2 separate regions of the Pan troglodytes genome follow, and region 1 is linked to region 2. A link is a contact called in public Hi-C data. All regions are on one chromosome and are shown on one strand. The core of a region is the stretch at or near the end of the contact, and the rest is flanking DNA. Distances in the headings are between cores, read along the strand shown.

The links. Hi-C and Micro-C count contacts between places; a contact is called where the count stands out from the background.
Region 1: a contact with region 2 is called in a Hi-C map of stem cell-derived neural progenitor cells, with 4 times the contacts expected there. The contact joins the promoter of BCL2L11 here to the enhancer-like site in region 2. A contact is called at or near these places in 2 of 7 Hi-C or Micro-C datasets (induced pluripotent stem cells and stem cell-derived neural progenitor cells), 1 of 1 datasets of contacts at active chromatin or transcription factors (stem cell-derived excitatory neurons) and 1 of 1 other capture datasets (stem cell-derived neural stem cells).

The regions. Positions count from the first base shown.
Region 1 is chr12:12,103,003-12,106,761 of NHGRI_mPanTro3-v2.0_pri, reverse strand. BCL2L11 (BCL2 like 11) reads left to right here and starts at 1,898. Exons shown (of 4, transcript XM_009443098.5): 1 at 1,898-2,225.
Region 2 is chr12:11,776,923-11,780,460 of NHGRI_mPanTro3-v2.0_pri, reverse strand. All of the region lies in intron 1 of LOC134807861 (a long non-coding RNA gene), which reads right to left. Among named protein-coding and RNA genes, the nearest start is that of BCL2L11, 330 kb to the left of the region's middle. Within about 2 kb of position 2,115, at least 2 of the 24 cell types and tissues checked have an H3K27ac peak or open chromatin away from gene starts, as enhancers often do. A contact at or near this core is called in stem cell-derived neural progenitor cells, where this site is marked.

The DNA.
Region 1 (3,759 bases), core at 649-3,148, 330 kb before region 2:
CCCGACTCTTGTTTTTCAAAGTGTTCACAGGGTCGCGAGAGCGAGCGACGCGGGGGCGGCGAGGCTGCAAGGCTGCACAGGAACAGACGACAAGAAATAGGGCTTTCTTCTGCGTGGTTCTTTTCCGGTCCCTGTCTGAGTCGCCCGACCCCGCGGGGAGCGCGGAGCATTGCGGCGTGCGGCGGGCTTCGGGCTCTCAGCCCGCGCAGCAAGTTGTGTTGCTTTTCCCCGGGTGCGACGCGGGACGGCCGAAGAGCAAAGTTCGTCCGTGGTAGGAACTTCGAGGCCCGGTTAGGACAGATCTCCGGCCTCCGAATCTACTTAGCCGTGTCCACGCTCGTGCCTTTTCCCTCTTGCAGCGAAATAACTGGGCGGGGCCCGACGCGCGTCCTCCAGCGACTCCGGGAACCCAAGGCCTCCTTCACCTCGCTCAAAATTCACCCGAAAATGCGCTGAGACTTTGGCATGGGGCTGCGCTGTGTCCCACTGACGTTACAGAAGCGCTTATGAATTTAAAAACTGCTCCAGGTGGCCGGACGGCGGGACAACGCCTCCTCACTTGCTCCTCTACGGCAAGGCCCCTTCTTTCTCCCTGCCGGCTGCGGTGGTGGGTAGGGTGGTCCCTTTACAGAGTTTCCTTAATCCATCTAGCCTGACCTCACCTGCGGGATGTTCCATTTCCCGATCCACCTCCCACACCCCCGCTGCAGTTGTCTAGAAGCCGGGGCTGGGGGACTGAGGCGCGCGAGGAGCAGACAGGAGGGCCGGGGTTGGGGGCGCCAGCCACGCGTTGGGAGAGCAGACCCGGGTGCAGACTCAGAGGACTGGAGAGGCGGCATGGAGTTTGGTCTCCTGGGAGGTAGAGTGAGGTGCTGCGGCCTCCAGGGAGGAAAGGGATGGGTGGGGAGGGGAGGAGGGACGGGGTATTCTGCGCTCCCGCACCGCGGCCCGAACTCAGCTGTTCTGCCTTCACTGGCCTCAGCCAGTCGAGGGAGCTCCTACGAGGTTATCTGCGAGCCCAGCAAATCTTGGGGGTCCTAGCCAAATGCAGTGCGCAACGTTCTCTCTCACTTGGAGGCCGCCATTCACCTCGGTTTTTTTTTTCCTAAAAGGATTTTTTTTTCTGAGTGCTTTTTTCATTTCCCTATTTTACCTGCTCTGCACATGCCTCCCGCCCTCACCCGGGAGGCGGCGAAGACGCCCACTGGGACCGTGCCTGGCCGTTTTCTGGGCGCGTCCTGCCCCCACGGCCTCTGTCTCTTAGGGAGACTGGGAGCGGAAGAAAAGCTGGAGAGCCCCTGCGGGGTGGCAGGAGGAGGGTGCCTGAGTCCCGCGAGAGGCCCGGGCGAGGAAGATGCGCAGCCTGCTGATCCGCGTCCCGCCCGGCGCCAGGGACCCTCAGAGGGAGGAGAGCTCAAAGACCTCGCCCCGCGCCTTCGCGAGGACCAACCCAGTCCCCGCGCCTGCCCCAGAGCGGCTTAGAAACTCAGGGCACAGTGAGGGCGCAGGGCGCCTCCTGAGGCTTTACACCGCCGGCCGGGCCAGCGGAGGCTGTGACCGGAGCGCCCCCTCTGTGCCGCGCACGCCGCGGCCGCCGCCGGGTTGGGGTAGGGGAGCGGGAGGCTAGGGTACACTTCGGGGTGGGGGATGGGCGCGCACATGGCCGCCAGCAGGCAGCGTTACTCCGGTAAACACGCCAGGGACGGCGGCGCGCGCGGGAGGCAACCCAGCGGGGCAACCCCCGCCTTTACCTGTCCGAGCCTGCACGCGCCGGCGGCCGCTGCGCCGAGGGGGCGGAGCTTGCCAGCCCGCGCGCCGGGGCGGGACCTAGCGGGGGCGGGACCTAGCGGGGGCGGGGTCCGCAGTGATTGGGCGTAGGAGCGGGGCCGCCAGCCAGAGCTGGGCTGCAGGGCCGCGCAGGTTTCACTTCGCTCCGCGCAGCCGCCTGGTCTGCAGTTTGTTGGAGCTCTGCGTCCAGCGCCGCTGCCGCTGCCGCTGCTGCCGCCGCCGCCGCCGCTGCCGCCGCCGCCGCCGCCGCCGCTGCCGCCGCCGCCGCCACTACCACCACTTGATTCTTGCAGCCACTCTGCGAACCCTGCCACACTGCGATCGCATCATCGCGGTATTCGGTTCGCTGCGTTCCCGCCGCCACCGCCTCGGCGCCCTTCCCTTGGCCCTTGTTCCCCCAAATGTCTGACTCTGGCTCTCGGACTGAGAAACGCAAGGTAAATACCTCCAAATCCCGGGGCGCGGGCCTGGCACCGAAGGAAGACTAGCGCTGGAGCCCGAACGGCACCACCTACTGCCCGCTTCCCGTGCACGTGCGAGCGGAGACGCTTGCATTGGCGCCGCTTGTCGCCGGCGGGAGGTGGGGATCCGTGTGGATCGGGTTCCCTCTCGGGCAGGTTCTCTTTAAAGAAAAGTCGTTCACGCGGAACCTGCAGGCTCTTGGCCGAAGTGCGACTTGGGACGGGATGCTGCGCGCGGGCCTGGTGAAGGGTCGTAGGTCCGGGCAGGAGGAGAGGCAGCGCGTGCCTTTCGGCGCCGGCCCGGGAGCTGGGGACCTGCTCGTAGTATCGGGCTGTGCGCCCAGCTGGAAAGTCTCGCCGCCGGCTCCGGCGCCCTCAGAGTAGCGGCCGCGCAGTGTGAGGGTGTTTCGCGTCTTGGTTTTTTGGGGCGCGCGGGCCTGTTGCGGAGGATTTGCGGAACTGCGGTGGTGATTTAACTGACGAGACAGGGCTTTTCCTTTTACTCATTCAGGCCAAGGTTTCGGGGCCACTGCTGCGTTCGCTTTCTCAAGCGTACCTGGGGCCCCTGCTTGCTCTGCAGGAGTCCTGCGGACTGTGCCATCCGCACGATTCCCCGGCAGCGAGAAATCTAGGTCCTTCCCTGACCACCTGGACCGCGCAGGGGACTAGTCGCGGCCAGCAGAACCTGCTCGGTCCCTGGGCCGGGCTATCTTAGCGGCTCACGCATGCCCGAGCACACCCGACCCGGTTCGCGGTGCAGGCTGGCGGCGCCGTGCCCTCTGGGACCTGTTGCCCCAGGGTTGGCGCTGCTGGTGGAGGGCCCGACGGACGCCAGGGCGGAGGGTGTGAATTTACTCGATGGTCGCGGACGTACGCGTCCGTGGCCAGGGGTGGCTCTTCGGCTTTGACTCGTGTCTGCGGCGCACCAGGAGAGAGAGGAAGTTGTTGGAGGAGAATAATTGCCACAGCGGTGCCATAACGGCGGTGACGGCCGTTAGGGTCTGCCCCCGACGGGCCAAAACAAGGACAAGTGGCGAGGACTGGGCCTGGGGATGGCCCTGCGGGTCCGGGCGCGGCGCAAGTCCTGCTTTGTCTCCAGGTGACTGGCTGTCCAGGACGGCGGGAGCTGCTAAGGCTTGTGTCCGGAAGGAGCACAGGGATGGGCAGGGTAGCCGGGCCAGCCGGCCCTCAAATCCTCCGACGAAGCGGCAGCTGCCACGGCCACGGCCAGAGCAGCGCTCGGAGGCGAGTTTGTCAACAATCGCCTCGCCTTTGGCGGCCTGACCCGTAGGCGCCGCCCCCACCGCGGCTGCCGATTGGCTGCGGCGCGGAGCGACCGCGCGCGGACCAATTGGGAACGCGGGCACCCGGCGCCAGCGGCGCGGGGAGGTCGGCGGTGCCGGCGGCGGCGGGCGCAGAGCGCGAGGGGAGGAGCGGGAGGAGGCGGAGGATGTTCCCGGCGGCTGCGGCCGGGGCAGCGCGGGCCAGAGGCGCGGCGTGCGGAGCCCTC
Region 2 (3,538 bases), core at 866-3,365:
ATGAAGCCAGTATGACTTTCTGCAGGACTGTAAGCACAAAACTGAAAACCCCTGCTATGGAAATAAATCTCTGCCTCTGAAGAACAAATCCAAAGCGATGACTCAGGGAGGCAGCAGGGGGCATCCTTCCAGGCACTTGTAATAAACTCTAGTTTTAATGGAAAATATTTCAACAATGGTGATAATTCTGCAATTTATTTGCAAAGTCAAAAAATGTTTTTTTTTTAAAAAAAGATTCACCTATTATGATTTTCTCTGTATTTCTTAGCTGTGACTCCATAAACACTACCTCGCAGTAATAGAGAGGCTTTTGCCGGGACACTGACTGCCAAGTTTGGGAAGCCATAGCCCTAAGGTGATAAAAAGCCCAACTTCAGGAACATAAGTGTAGGGGAGCTTCCGGGCATCCAGCAGTCCCCAGTTCAGGGCAGGTCTTGCTAGTGTCAAACTCAGCTTCCGGGACTCTCCTGGTGCTCAGAAGATGCTCTGTAAAAAAACTCCACCACCATTCCTCAGGCCAGCAGCCCCAGCCTGGACAAATGCACCATCCTTCATATTCCACCACTCTCAACACACACCCTGTTTGCCTCTTTCTTCTTTCTGTTCATTAGCTTTTTATTCTAACCTTCTTTGCAATGTCGATGAAACTGGCATGCAGCTTGTTTCCGATACACCCATTTCACACTGGGATGGACACTTCCCTGTCTGGAAGTTTATTTCTAATATTACATTCCAGGACGTCCTCTCTTGGTTTCGCCCCATTACTCTGGTTACCCTTCTTTAGAGCATGTTAGATACTTCTTTTACCTCCTGGGTATCAGTAACCTTCACATGTGTGAGAGTTATGGTCTTTTTCCTGCTCAAGCTCCACTCAAGCAACTCAACATTCTTAATTCTTGAGAGCTTTTTTTTTTTCCACGAAACTGTTCTTGGTGACTTCTCCTTCACTTCGGGTTCTCCTCTTTCCCTTCCTTCCATCTAGGTGTCCCCAGCTGAACGTGTGTGTTCAATTTTAGAAGGGACCTGGGATCAGGAAAATGCTTATCAGCTTAGAGGAAATATACGTTAGCCTAAAATGCCCCACTGGTTGAATTACAAAAGTAGCCACAGCAATAGCCTGGAATAAGCCTGACGTTGAATGTCGTATTTCAGGCTTCACGTTGGGATCGCATGCAATCTACAGTTATAAACCCATCAGAAATATGGCCATCCATGCCACGCTTTTCTGAATGGTATTTATTTTACGTGGGCAGTGGATGGGATTTGATAACCGTTTTCTCCAGCAAGATGATTTTAGAAAGTGAAAGGCGAACTGGCTTTTTTAGTTGTGGCACTGCCTCATTTGGAAAGAAAAAGTATGTCATGCTTTTGTTTCACTGAGATGCCATCACACGTTCAGGCATTTGTGGTTCCATGCTCAGGCGATATCTTCATTTTGCTGCCACTTCCACACACGATTATTAATGCTGAAAATGGGCACAAATGTGTTAAAATAAAATTTCACAGCGGTGTAGTGTTTGCTGTCAGGAAGTAGGTAAATGGTCTACAACTGGGACAGAAGTTTGTGTGGAATTAAATATAATTAGTGTTAATTCCACCGGGGTGGAAGTTTTAAAATACATCAAATATGCTCAAGAACTTTTTGTATGATAAGGGATACGTATTAGAGTCAAAAATAAAGACAGCCCACAGAAAAGGTGTGGGAAATGATACTCCAAGGCCATAGAATGGCTGCTGACATTTGTTTTGTGAGCCACCTACAAAAATCATGTAGATAATTCTCACATACATACTTCCCTTAGAAAAATGGTGCACTTACAAATAGTAGATGCAAATGAAATCTGAACTAAGGTTGCAAAAGCACAAGTAGAACCTCCCAAGCTCAAAGCTCTCATAAAGCCACGGTATCTACATGCTGTGAAAAGCCTCGTGCTGTCCTTTTGAGCAGCCAGTGTTGCTGCAAACTGCCGGGGACCCACTTAGTTTCAAACATGATTTTTCCCCTGAAATAAAGGCCTCCCATCTAATGGCACGCTGAGGTCACGGGGCACGGTGGAACCAGTCTGTGATCTGGGAGCCTGCCCCCAGAGACACACCAGTGGAACTCGTGAACCGTCTAGATTAAAGGATTAAAACGTCCTTACTGCAGGTCTTTATCATGAAGTCCATCTAATCAGTGGCACGTTTACTCAGAATAAAGAATGGCCCCTCTAAGGGAGGGGGGAAGGCAGCAAAGGGTCAGCAAGGAGCCCTGTGTGGGGGTCCTGCCGTCTGGGTTCCAGTCATTAAGAAAGCACATATTCTTTGAGCCTCCACTCCTGAATCTGTAAAACGAGAGCTCTGGACTCCAGGGTGGCTCTTGAGATTGTGTTTCTCCCTATAATTTCTATAATTCTTTGCAAATCACAACTAGCTTCTCACTTTATTACGCATAATGATTTAAAAGCCCTGTTTCCATGAATGTGTATTCTTTTATTGTGCTAAAATAGGCATAGCATAAAATTTACTATTTTAACCATTTTTTAAGTGTACTCTTCAGTGGTATTAAGTACACTCACTGTGGTGTAGCTATCACCACCATCCATCTCCAGAGCTTTTTCATCTTCCCAAACAGAAACTCTGTTCCCATTAAACAATAACTCTTCATTCCCCCTTGCCTCCAGCCACTAGTAACCACTACTCTAATTTCTTTCTCTATGAATCTAACCCCTCCAGTTATCTCATGTAAGTGGAATCCATACAATTTTTTTTATGTTTACAAACATCCTCAGCATGACAAGGATTGAACAAGATTACAGTTTTATTTTGTTTGTAATATGCTGTCCCTTTTCTGTCCTGTCCTGATACATGTAAATGGCACTAAAACAGAGTGGCCCTCTCCAGGGCCGTTGGCATGAGCAATGCTTTCACAGATTTAAAAAATGGAAGCTGAGCCCCAAAATCTAATTGCATAGAAAGCATTTGAGCAGGGATTGCATCCAGTGAGAAGCATCAGGGACATACTATTTTGGTACACTCAAAGACACACTTTTAAAATCAATATTTTAAAAGTCATATCAGAAGTAAGATAAACCAGGCTGCTATCTCAACCCTCCGTGTGTACTCTGTACATGATGTCTCTCTCACCACTGAGAAAAGCTATGCGTAACAACAGGAAACTGATCACAGATCCCAACATCAGCCCCGGTGACTGTAAGTAGAAAATACAATGAGTAATTCCCCTGAAAATGAGATGACTGAAGTTGATTATGTATTTGTTGTTTAAAAATAAAAAAGAGTCAACAAGAATGGGAGTGGGGTGGGGAGTTTTCCATGTTAACAGAAATGGCAAGTTTTATTTTTAAAATTTATCTGTAAATACAAAACAAGTGATAAAGACACCATGTGTCATTTGTTTTTGTACAGCAAGGAACTGCATGCAGCTTGCTAATTTCCTCAATTTGTATGCTACAAGCTGAACTGCAGCATCACAAAAATTAATTTCATAGCCAAGCAAATATGAAATATGAATTTCATAGGTAGGCTTTTATAAAATATT